2 separate regions of the Gasterosteus aculeatus genome follow, and region 1 is linked to region 2. The links are chromatin contacts, called in public Hi-C maps. All regions are on one chromosome and are shown on one strand. Each heading gives the region's core, a stretch centred on a gene start, on an enhancer-like site or on the middle of the called end of the contact. The rest is flanking DNA. Distances are from core to core; before and after follow the strand shown. Region 1 holds the start of myoz2a (myozenin 2a). Region 2 overlaps usp53a (ubiquitin specific peptidase 53a).

Evidence for each region. Hi-C and Micro-C count contacts between places; a contact is called where the count stands out from the background.
Region 1: a Hi-C map of liver shows a contact between it and region 2, with 4 times the contacts expected there. The contact joins the promoter of myoz2a here to the enhancer-like site in region 2. A contact is called at or near these places in 6 of 6 Hi-C or Micro-C datasets (blood and trunk muscle, liver, skeletal muscle and 2 more).

Annotation. Positions count from the first base shown.
Region 1 is chr7:7,134,660-7,140,996 of fGasAcu3.hap1.1, forward strand. It overlaps myoz2a (myozenin 2a), which reads right to left and starts at 4,081. Exons shown (of 8, transcript XM_040181484.2): 1 at 4,040-4,081; 2 at 3,989-4,037; 3 at 3,828-3,986; 4 at 2,932-3,021; 5 at 2,010-2,176; 6 at 326-470. The coding sequence starts at 4,066. It overlaps synpo2a (synaptopodin 2a), which reads right to left. Exons shown (of 5, transcript XM_040181483.2): 5 at 5,080-6,337.
Region 2 is chr7:7,095,734-7,102,524 of fGasAcu3.hap1.1, forward strand. It overlaps usp53a (ubiquitin specific peptidase 53a), which reads right to left. Exons shown (of 17, transcript XM_040181970.2): 15 at 3,595-3,661; 16 at 2,767-3,497; 17 at 1,333-2,677. The coding sequence ends at 2,601. Among protein-coding and RNA genes, the nearest start is that of LOC144410314, 7.0 kb to the right of the region's middle. Within about 2 kb of position 4,263, at least 3 of the 9 cell types and tissues checked have open chromatin away from gene starts, as enhancers often do. A contact at or near this core is called in liver, where this site is marked.

The DNA.
Region 1 (6,337 bases), core at 2,831-5,330, 39 kb after region 2:
ACACGCTCTATCCAGCAGGAGCGGTACAATCTAATGACTGGTACATCCAGTGTGTTAAAATAAACCATCAACTGTAGAGAATGTTCAGTGTGGCCTAATGTTCCAAACCTGTTTAGTGAAGCAAAAAAACTGGCAGGACATGACACCCCTAATTGAAGCCGAAATGAATGAGAGGGTTGAGCTATGTCAGTGATCATGTAATACATGGAAAGCAGGGCGTAAGTGCGGTAAAGGTCACCGAGACAAACAATCAATTGGCCTGTGGAGCTGCAGCATGTCCCTGCTGAAATGATTTTGGGGTCCTTTGGGTCTTACTGGTACCTACCCGGGGCGATGCTGTCTGGATTCGGCTCCATGCTCGTATCTGGTGTGTCAGATGGCACAGCAGGAGGTTGGTCAACATCCATGTTGTTCTGGCCGCTGTGGTTGTCCGTGGCACTCAAGTTCTCGGGTTGAATAACTATCAGACTCTAAAAGGAAGATCCAAGGGACAAATTTAGCTTGTTGAGATTTCAACCCGGAGGATTATTGGACTTCTGAATGTGTCTTCTGCAGGAGTTTCCAAGTTTGGCAGATGTTTGAATTGCCATCTTTATTTAGCAGTTGTTCACAAATTTATTTTTGCTAGATGTGGCATCACCGAGAGCTCCAGGATTGCAGGATATAGCGACATCTAGCGGTGAGGCTGAAGGTTGCAACCAACTGAAACGTTTCCCATGTGCTCAGCAGAACGACCAAGGTCAAAGCAAAAACGCAAATGGCCCTGGAGCCATTATTTGGTTTGTCTGTTCCGTCTCAGTGAACCGGACCCAATTTGTATGTAGTCATAAATTACATATTCTACAGTAGCTGAAACCTACCGATTCTTATTCTCAGGAGATGCAAAAAAATGAAATGTAGCTACAAACATTATATTCAATTTCTGCCAATATAAACCCTTAAATACGACACACTAAACTGATAAGTGTAAGTTACGATGAACAATCTCACAGCTACATATTACAAAAAAATAATAACATGATTGGCATGCACATAAAATCTGTGGCATGGTAACTTTGTTAATTCTTAATGAAACCAAATCATCCACTATTTACTGCTAGTATCTTTCATGTGACCTCAAAGCAGTAGACAAGCCTTCATTTTACACAGAGGCAGACTGTCTCTGTGTCCACTTTTCCTCAGAAAGAAACTTTGCTTTGTGGGCACGGACAAAATGTACTGCTCCATACAGCTTTCATCCCTCTGAAAGATATTTATGATGATTTACTCCAGGACTTCCTCAGGAAATGTTGACAACTTGAAACAGAACCCCTCGGTTGCCCCGAGCAATAAACAAACCAGAGTTAGAAGAGTTCTTCTCACTTCAAAGATGAGGCGAAACGCTTCCTTAGAGCATAACAATTATTTCATCTATGGACTTCACAAGGGCAATAAGTGTATCACCACACAAGCAAATGAAAGAGGCTGTAACTACCGCTGCTAATTAATTGGATACAACAGTGAAACTAAGTGAAACTTAGTTTATCTTGATTCAATTTTACTGCGAGATTTGCTGCATAAAACGCTTTACGTGTGACCAAGCCGCGCTAAGATAAGCACTGCTTGGAAAAGACAATGCTGAGTTGGCTCACTGCCAATCCATACACAAAAGGGCATTTATAAAGTTTTTTATGACTGACGGAAACTATGCTATCCTGCGCTAAGTCCGCCGAGTCAAATAAACATTCAAGTGCTTTATCTTTCCCACGTACACCCGGGAATTTGAGTGTTTTTTGTTTTTTTTCAAGTGATGGAGAACAAAGCTGTGGGACAAATGTGCTTGAAGAGAATACTGTCCAACAGTGTTACAATTACATGCAACACTTGTGTTTTACGAGTGTTCTAAACATCCGTAAACATCAATGTGGACAGAATTTACTCCAATTTACTCAATTTTCCTATGCATGTGTGTTTTTGTGTATTTTATGCATTCATTCATATATGGTTATTGGATCACAGTTTCCACCTACATTGAGCTGTTTGTTGTTCTCATTATGGATGCTCTCAAAAGTGTATTTTTCTGAGCGTCTCTGGCGCATTTTGAAGAGACGGGAGCCCCGGTTTGAGGCGAGAGACAGCTCCTCCAGCATGATGTCCTTTGGCACGTTAATTTTCTTGCCAAGATCCATCTCTACGTCTGGACAGAAGGAGACATGCAAAACAATGAATGGCTTGAGTATACAATATATACCTGGGAATTGATTGATTTCAGACTAGAAATACTTATTTTTCCAATTTCCCATAATCCCGCCTATCAAACCTCATTGAACATATATTATATTCACGCGGGGAAAAAGAAAAATCGAAGACTGCTGCAACAAAAGCCCTCAACATGGACTGCCGAGTTGGCAATCCTGCCAATATGATGAACGAGCAATTATCTTCTCTCGTATTCCACTCATGTGCATGTTTAGCGGTTACCACCACGTGCTCGCTACTGCATGCTGATCATGGAGATGTCACAGGCCCATTTATAAGTGTGAGGTGCATCATTTGCCAGAATATCTTTCAGCTGTCAGTGGCCTTCAGACCCAGCCACACAGTTGTCCTCCCCTGGAAATAGCGTGTTTAAAAGGACAACGACAAAGGGATTAGTTACTTTGGCTCATAAAAGTTTTTCATTTACTTATTTATAGTTAGGGTCATAGAAGGGCTGGCAACTGGCAAACGGTGCGCTCATACCTTCTATAAAGTGAATGTGGCGGTGTGCAGTACGTCTGGCAACTTGAGCCAGGGTTGACAGTAAAGTTCATATGACCGAGAAATGAAATGTGTAGTGATTAAATCCTTGCCTTTGTGGATATGTGATGAACGTGAGGAGAAGGAGGCGCGACGGAAACAGAAGCAAAGAAAGGACGCAACAAGAAAACGAGAGGGAAATGATACGGCTACCTTCCTGGGCCTGAACCTCCCTGCAGATTGCGGCCGCCTGCATTTGCCTCTCCCTAGTCGTCATGGTGGAGAACTGTGACATGGCTGCCCCTGGGGAGTAAGGGGGTGAGGCAAGAAGTCAAAGGAGACAAAGCACATCAGTGCAAACCCCTTCAAACGTCCAACGAGACACAAAAGCAAGACAACACGGCAGCAAATGTTGACCATCGATTGGCCGACATGGAGAACACACACCAAGCACAAAGGCCCGTCGGAGCAGATAGGATTTATTGGTGCAGTGAAAAGGGCAAAGTTAGCACATCCCTTTAAATAACCTTGGGCTGTTAAACGCCAAGCACATGCTCTTCAGACGTGGCAACCAGCTGTGTCAGGCGTCCGGGAATCAATAGGTTTGAAAACACCCAAATGTGCTGAAAGGACACAGATAGGGAACGTGTTGCCGTCACAGCAAAACTTGATGAAATAGGCTGAAATAGCCTTGGGGAAGTTACACCAAGCTGTCAGTGAACACAAATGGTTCATTCCAATCCACTTGATCCATTTTTTTCAACAAAGTTTCTTGGAGGAAATAAGAAGCCTTTCATGGCCAAAGTCTCTTTACCAAGCAAATTATTTCAGAATACTATCAGTTGTATTCATTTTATTATCAGCAAACATATATACATCTATTTGCCTCTGTTAAATCAGATTACTCGCCACATAAAATGGACAAGCAGTAAGAAAAGAGGATTTTCATAAATCAAAAGCACAGATTTAAAAAAAGCAAGCAGTTTGATCGGCAGGAAAAGGAAGAGGGAATGAACGTAAGTGGTTTGTGAAAATCATGCTCGAGTCAAAGTGAAAGTGTCATGTTAGAACTGAGGAGCACACCTCCAGAGGCCCGAGTGATGGCTTACCTGTCCTGAAGGACCCCTTTGGGCGGAGTCCTAACTCGTGCCTGTCTCCTCAGGGTAGGACGTGAGAAAGGTAAGAGGAGAGAAGGTCAGACTGGGTAGTGCAACCCGTAGGAGCTTGTGCTTCCCGACACTGGGGTTTGTCATTGGGAGGGCGAGCGCAGGGGGCTGCAGGCCAGCCCGACTGACTGGGCGACTGAATGAGTGGGTGGGCGGGAGGGTGTCACTTTGACTGTTGTCATTGGTATTTAGTTCACAAGCAGATGGGTGACTAAATTTAGAGCACCGCCGCTACTGCTCGATGGGCCCTCCATCTAGCCATCTATCTTCCTGCCAGCAGCAGGAGGATCAATATTACTGATTTCAAACCAGGAGTATCCCAGCGGGTATGTCCGCACTTTATTAAGTAATAAAAAATGATATTAGATTAAAATTAGCATGGCGGCGGAAGAGTTGACACAGTCCGTGTAGCTGGAAGTTATGGGTAATGCTAAAAACAGATGATAAAGGATTGACATTAAATCGTGTTTTATAGAATTTATTCAAAGAGACAAAAAAATGATGGGTAGAGTGAATAAAGGGGTGACTAGTTAATCTGCTGTGGGGGCTATTTTACAAAAAAGCCTGTGAATCATTGGTCTATATTATTCCTGCTTGCTTCACTGTGGTTTACCTCTTCTCAAGTCACCTTGACTACCTGAGAATGTGTAGCCTGTTTCTGTGGCATACTGAAGGTCAATACAATACAATCTTTGGTCTAAACTGCAAAGCAAAGAGCAATAAGCTGTTGCAACCTAAAGATTTTACACATATACATTAATTAGAAAGCTCCTACAGGTTTAGAATACTCTTGGAAACCACTGACAAAGCTTTTACATAACAAATTAAGTTGTTTCAGCTGCAGTTGCCTTAGTCAGCGCTCCAGGATTGCGGCTAACAATAATTATATTCAGTGACATATTGCGTGGGAACATTACCCCCCGAGGACCTACAGACCATCAGATGCTATTTGTTTTAAATGCCATCATGTGATAAAGGACGAAGACCTAATAAGGTGCACTCACTTTATAATCCAGTCACGATGCTTTTATTTACTTTGCTCAATTTAATTTACCTCTTACCAATATAATTCCTAACTTAATTACTGAGACAAATAAAGGAAGGTAGGTCGAGTTTGCAGCACGGTGCAGGGAAGGGAAAGCATAAAGTTGGATGGTAGCAGTTGCCATGAAAAAAAACATCAAATTAAATATTTCAAAGTGCTGTGCATTGCGTGCCACCATTTTAATAATGTTTGAAATCCTCACAGTATTTTTGACATTTGAACAGGTAGGGAAATGATTTCTGTTTGTCATCTCCCTCGGTGTCTTTGTCTCTCATTCTCCATAGTTCTGCTACAGTAGGTACGCACTGTTATTATGTAACTGGTGGTCACCATAGGAACAAGCCCCCACCAACCCCTCCCTAGACCCCTCCGCTGGATACGGAGCGAGTGACTCTTCAAGACAACACGTCATACAAATAGCTTCATGGGATGGCACAGCAAGCATCTTGTGGCCCAGGGCCAAGCACGACATAATAGAAATAGAGAGCAAAGAGCACAAAAACACTGTACAATTTGTGAACTAATTCTATTTGCTTGTGTTTATTTTTCAAAAGGCTTTGAGAATCCATATCTGAAATAGTTTGGAGCAGAAATTAATTACTGGTGTTACATTATGACCATAAGTGCTGTCTGAATGGAAGCAATGCAGTATAACCATCTCAGACACTATGTGTCAGGATGCCGAGTCAGATGAGGCAAAACACGACGACGTGTGCTGAATGTTATTCATGTTCATAAGATCGCTTGGTGAGAATCACATTGAGATATTATTTACTCTGTGGGAACACAAACCTTGCTCTAATCTTTGGAGTCTATGCAGAAAGCCCAAACCAAACGCTAATCACAAACTCATTACCTACTACAAGCAATTCTCCCAGTCCCAAGACCTACCAGCGAGATTTATATTTCACTCTATTCAGAATTAGGACTAAACAACATTGGTCAATTCTAGCTATGAGTGTAATGGGCCAATTCAGTTTAGGTGCCCCAAAAAAAAACCCCAATCTTTAGTTAGTGGTGTTCTAATGCACTAATTAAAATGCACCTGGAAAATAAGTGTATTGTTGGGCCCTCCACTCTGCTAAAAGTTATTAGAGATGCTGAGTCATAGCATTCATCTTTTAAGCCTCATGTCTAATGCATAAATAATTGAATGAGGGTGGAATTATTTGCTCAACTGGAAACACTGCAAAAGTCCTCATTTGTTTGATTGAAAAAAAAGTGTGCAATCACTGCATGCTAAATACACACCACATCCGCGGCAGAAACTTTAACCAAGAGAAAAATTCACAAACTTAAAACAATTGGGGTCACTGTTTCTTTCTCCCTTTTAGCATCCTCAGAAACATCTTTTCTTAGGATATTGTAATAAACCTGTGTCCTACATTTTGAAGGCTTAACAGTCAAC
Region 2 (6,791 bases), core at 3,013-5,512:
TTCCTACAGGTGGCATCACACAGTTTAGTTGATACATATGAAAGGCGGACATTTTGTTACAGGCATGCAAAAGTATTGGGTGTGCACATGTGTCTTGTCTCTGACGTAGTGTCAAAGTTATTTTTGATGTTTCTAGCATTGTTTCAGTAAAATCTTGAAATAGCAGAGAATTTTCCTGAGGGAAGTCATTTTTAGGGGTAGTGCAATGGATAATTAAAATGTACTCAAGTGAAATAACGATTACACATTTTAAATTCTTATTTTTAATGACAAATGTTAAATTAAGTGAAGAAGTTCCACCTGGATAAAGTTTGCCACTTTTGTGCAAGTTGAAGTCCACCGCTTCCTTCTGTAGGAGGAAAACAGTGTGTTTATTTCATGTTCTGAATGATCAAAAATATCTTGAGATATTTCAAGGAGGGCAAGATCACCAAGAAGACATTAAAAACAACCACATTTTGTTAGAACACCCACACAACACGACAATCCTGAACCTCTTTGTTCTAAGCTCAAAGCATCAGTATATTCAATCCACTGGAAAGTTACTCTCTGGAAGGAATTCCTGATGTGTCAGAATGTTCCAAAAGTAAAACGAGCTCCCATCCCTTGGAATTGATTGTACTTCAGCATCGTGATACATTTGATCCACAGTGTTAAATAATTCAGTTTGTAACAGTTTAAAGGGGGGCTGTCATGACAACCAAAAATCTGATAGTATGGAGGCAAAACACAATATGGATCACTGACGCCCTTTGAGCGTAAAGGAAAGTTGTATTTGGGGGAAAAAAAAACAATAGCGAGGTCCTACAAGGATAACAAACAAAAAAATGAAGTGAAAAGTAAACAACCTGAACAAGAATAAGAGAATAAAATATGTTATAAAACCAGTGAGCGTAACACCAGTCAGTGTTCGTTGAGGCGACACGACATATGTTTTTATGCACCATATTTCTGTGCTTTTTATAGGACATATTCAAAACACTAAACATGGGATTCAGATTAGGACATGCTAAGTGATTGAGGGAAATCTACCAAAGAAAATAGGACAGCAGAGCACATCAACGTCTTGGGTTGAGGTCAGAAGTGGTGTTGTAAATGCAAGATTTACAACCTGTGGATGTTTATTTGATACTATTTAAAGGTGCATGAGGATACATGACAGCAGGTGGCAGCAAACCACTTAGCATCCCAGCAATTGAGGAATACAAAAAAGGAAGATGTTTTGGATTTCAGTATAAACTATTTATTTTTTGTAGTTTATTTACAAAAAATTCAAGATCAGTATGTTTGTATTCAAAACATTATCTTAAATATAAAAGCGTGACACATGGATGCTTAAATAAAAGTTTATTTAACAATTATTAATCAATACAAATGCAAAAACTATTCAAAAATCACAGAATTGTACAAACCATGTTTCCAATCTAATGCGACCATGACATAGAAAAATACAAAAGGCACTGTGCATTAGAGTCTGCTGCATATATTAAACAGTTATTAACAAAATGTAGACACTACTCAGATTCACAACCGTATCAATAATCCCTCTCAAAACAATTACAAATGCTCATCCATCCGTAGATGACAATTTATTCATAAGAAACATGAGAGGGAACTGCATAATTGATTAAAAAAATAAACAAATCAAATTAAGCCTACTGATCAGCGTGTTAAAGAAAAACAAATAGAAACACAGTTCAAAGACAAAAACAAACTGTTCAGGGAGTGTGAGGATGTGCATGTAAGTAAAGTGGGATATCCTTCGAGGTTACCATGCCACATACCTACCAACAATCAATCTATTAGCATATGTACCTTCATAGGCCCTGGTCAGAGATATGAGATCTACTCTGAGTTAAAGTTTTGTCAAGAGCGAGGCAGAAGAAATCCCTGTAGGTCTAATTTGCAAAGGTCAATAAAACTCTTGTACCAACAAGAAGAGGGTTTCTCTGCCGTTTCTTTCCTTTGACAAAGTCTCATCAGGCAAAAGAAAGAAACCTGAGGGCCTCCCAGAACTTCGTATGCACACGGATCCTTGGGATCCAAAAGGCCGATCAACAGGTTGCATTACTTTACAAAATCTACCAAAGAATGTTAAAGGAACCTTTTGTTTTTCCTTCAACACCAACTGAGAGCTTAGTCTACCATGTGACAAAGAGAGGCAGACCCCTTGTAACATTAAACCTGCAGGCTCGAAATCAGCAAATAAAAGCGTTTCACGAAATAAAACGTAGAATCTCTCGATTGGAAAAGCGGCTTCTAGTGACACATTCTTTACGAACCCAACCCCCTTTTGCTTTTCAACGCCAGCAGTCCTAACAGCAACATTCTTTCGCCTCTGTACCTCTGCGGTACTGTGCAAGTTCACTATTCATTCAAAGCGTTTAGTTGTTCATACCAAAACTGAACGATAGCTATTAAGGACACCTGCCATTCTTTTAGCAATCTCTTTGGCATCCAGTTTCATGTCCGACTTTCTGTGTGACAAGTATACATGATAATACACATCCCAGTCAGAAGGAGTCAAACTGTAGCAGTCGTAGTGCATAGCAATTATTTTTGGATTACACAAGGTCGATTGACGAGGCCGGCACCTAAAATCATAGGAAACCATGCTCATCGAGTCCTTTTGAAGTAACCATGTTCCACTTTGCAGTAGTCTTTGTGGTAGGATAGCCTGCGAGACAAAAGCCAGGGCAGAGATTAATCAGAACATTCACAAAAGGCGTTGAAAAGAAGTTACTCAAACAATAATAATATCGTTACCTAATTCCGATCTGCTTTTGATAAGCTGCGGGGGTTGAACGTCTGACAAAGGCAGCCTCCCTTCCACATCGCTCTCCCCCGAGGACGTGTGGTCGTCGGCCTTCACGTGGGCGCCGGGTCTCTTATGGTATTTGGCCCTGTAAGTGTCCGTCATACAGCTATCCACCGAAAAGTAAGTGGTGGGAAAAGCCACATCGGTCTGAGCGGGGGAGCCCGTGCCGTCGCGGGGCCCCGGGTCCGGACCGGGCAACCTCTCGTCGCTCTCGCTGGCCGACAGGTCGTTCCGGTCCTGATCCGACGACCCCGACCTGGAGCTGGCATCCGACGAAAGCCTGTGCTCGGCGGGAGCTTCGATCCACCGACGGAGGGCGGTGTGCGACAGCGGGGACGAGTCGCTTTTGGGCCCGTAGCGGGGGCTCAACCGCGCCGGCACTTCCGGCGGTCGGGAGTGGACGGCCGACGCGTCGGCGTGACCGCCGCCGAAGGTCTTTGGGGGCAGGGGCGGGGGGCGGTTGTGCGTGAAAGGGTCTAGGCGGGCCGCGGTGCCGGCCTCGTCTTGTTCGGAGAAGGGCCCGGCGAGGTCGTCCGAGCTGTTCCACTCGGAGCTGCTGGTCTTTGCGAAGTAGCCAGGGACGGGGCTCACGGGGCTCCCGTCCCCGTCGTCCTCCGGTTCGCTGTCCGGACCGTTGTTCCTTTCCAAAATCCCAGGAGTGTATCGGAAGGCGCGTCTTCTGTAGGAGGGGGAAAAAAAAAAAAAACTGTACTTAACTTGCCGCTGTTCCAAATCAACAGACGACTGGCAGTATTCTTCCACAGCCCTTCTCTTACCTTTGTGTTGGCTGACCAGACAGGATGTCTCCGTCTCGTAGATCTGGAGATCGTCTTTCTTGTTCACCTAAACAATGACCAAGCCTCATGAGCACTTGCTATCACAACACACTCATTTGGAAAGCCATGGACATCACTAGCAGATGGTCCAAAAAAAATAGAACATCTGCCATTGGTATTTATATTTGAACAAAGCTAGAGTACTTTTTTTGTGTCCTGCGTCCATGTTATCTAACAGAGGTCATGGTGAGGCCTTTTGCCTGGTGCTGTGAGAGGAAGTATCAAAGCAGCGAGTCTGGCAGAGCGCCCTCGGGCCCCCTGTGTACCACTCCGACTGTCTGAGCCAGCCAAAGAACGTGGCCCCTCAAAGGGAATTTGGGTTCACATCCAGCTGGCTTTGAGCGAACAGCGCTAATAAAACAAAGAGGACCCTGAATGAACTCGCGCAGATTTAGAAGTTGGATCATAGGCGTGCTAATGAAAACAAGAATAATTCCATTGAATCGCTGATGTCAAGAACAGTGATATCAGCGAATTATGCCGCGATCAGTTTGATTTCAGCCATTAGAGCAGCAGGAGCACATGTTTAGAAACAGCCCCCCCCCCGAGGTGCAGGCCGAGGTGTGGAGCTTAGCCAAGTTAGCGGGGTGGGTGTGATCCACAAGGCCTGTGACAGACAACAGCTGACTAGCAGGACAAGGAAGAGAGCGAGTGGCTGAGGACCATCTGTGATGTGTCAGCGTACCCTCTTCCCCCCCCCCCCCCCCACTCCTTCTCTCCAGTGCTTTCTCAAAGCATTAGTGGCTAAACCCTTTGTGCTGGCATGCAATTACACCAGGGTCAGACTCCAGACTCCAGATCCCCTCCACAACACCATTCCATTTTTTAAGCCGCTAAGTCCATGTGGAAATTCACAATTTGATGACGCTGATCTGCAATGTTGGCAAGCAATTGCAACATCATTCTCAAAAAAAAGAGGAGGAAACGCAGTTTACAATGGGGTTTTCATTCCCCCTCTCCCAAAAATCCTCTCACCCTTATGGTGACATCACCGTGGACAAAAGAAAACTTTTAAATAATCGCTTTAATCACAAATCACTTCTTTAGGTCCTCGGGTCCGGCTCGTCACAAGGATACGTTCATCTCGGTGGAATTTGAGGATCTCTGCCAGAGAGTCGGATGTACTCAAGGTGTTCTGATGTTTACGGGGCCGACTGCACTCGCCCGGGAAGCCGTCCACGTGCTGTGGTTGCATGGATTAGGCTACGGCTCAGTAGCATTCAATGAACTATTGGAACTTTGCCAAAATGGTGTGCGACAACTTCTTCCAATCGCATGTTAAATTGAAAGCAAGTAACTTACTGGGATGAATGAAAGTGGAGAATAGCCTCATATTTTTAAAAGCCTCAATAATGTGTGAGCTTTGACATATTAAGAGCCACACCGTGCGAGCGCTACTATATACTCGGATAAATATTTCAACATGAAGCATAACTGGGAAAAGTTCAAGAGAGGATCCGTTTTGGGGGCTGCGGTTACCCACCAAACGTTTTGGGGACTATTAACTGACGGGAACACATTCTGTGATCTGACATCACTTCAATTACCGCCAGAGTGTGAAACTCCTCGAACAAATAGGAAATGGGCCTCTGCACAGACCATGAAAGCAAATCTAAACTAGTTTTTGAAAAAATTGAACATGCATAAATTCCTGACAGCCCTTTGAAGTTTTGTTGATGAGATGATTTCAGTTCTAAGGCTGTCAGGTTGAGATTTGTAGTTCTGCTGTCTGGGGTACTTAAAAATCAGTCAGACTCACAGGCGTTTTTGCAGTGCAGTTTTTCATCGAGTCCCGAGCCATGTGGGGAAGAGAAATTATGCCCGGGGAAAAAGTTTTCAACTATTTTATCGGTCAGAATCACTCTGTGGTGGTATGGCACAGGCTTTAGATCACTATGCCCAATGCAGTGAAGACATGCGCTCATTCGCTGTCTCATCACGCCAACCCAACCTGCAGAAGATGTATGCAAAAATACACCATGCACGGCGTCTCCATGAAGGGTAATACTCACCATTACTCCTTTTGATCTATTTCTGAACTTGTTTTACAAGCATTGTTTCAGCTAGAATATATATATATATATATATATATATATATATATATGGCTGCCATATCTCTTCATGTAATCATCATTATCTAATAGATTATAATAGAAGTCTTAGTTTAAGATAAACCATCCTGCACTGCGACCAACTGTGCCAACTTGAGACACTTAAGATAATCTTCTCAAATCTTCCTGATCAAAGACGAGGCCTAAAGCAGGGGCAAAGGTGAAATGGTAAAACCATTCAGTGGGTCTCAAACTAAAATTTAAAAACCTCAGTAGAAAATGAATGAATCGATTATGAAAAGCTACAGACGAGCCGTTCGGATTCAAATTTCCGTTAACCAAAACTCAATAAGAAAATGGGTGTTTTCTTAGCATTTATGTTGGTTTCCCCAACTCACCGCACTTGTGTGAACGCTATTTCCAACTCCAAATAAAACTGAGGGAAGATGAATTCTAGCAGTTTTTTCTAAGCCGCATTTCATAACTCTTTGGGACCTTGAAATAACCGCAGCGCTACTAAATGGCATTTTCATTGCCTCATGTTTGAATAGCCTCTTCTGACAGGCCCAGCCATGTCATTTTCTGCCCGGCCGGGCACAGCTGGGAGGCCCCTGCAAGCTCTCTCATCTTCCCATCTTATTCTGGATTATCTCAGCATGTTCGTGTTGAGGGAATTAGTAGGGCATTTCTTTAAGATACTCATTTAAAAGTATATTTTCCTCCCTCTTCTCTCTGCATCACAGGGAAGCATGTGCTGGATAAAGAATGTGAGGGGCGTCCAGGCGACCAAGCCCCTAGTGCGTTCATCATTTCATACTAATTTCTTTCCCCAAAATGGAAGGGAGAGGAAGGACAGACGACCTGACACAAACCACATTTTCCATCAATAATGTCCAAAGGGGTGATGTCTCTTTGAAGCCGATGCACACTTCTGTGTGTGTGCTGCATTACATAAACTTTACTCAGGACAAAAAGGTCAAGGCCAGTCAGCGAGGAACCAGAGCACCTATTTCCATACAGTATCCCAGTATCAATCAGGCTGTGACCTTACACTACTGATGGAACAATAAATCAAGGAAATTGCTG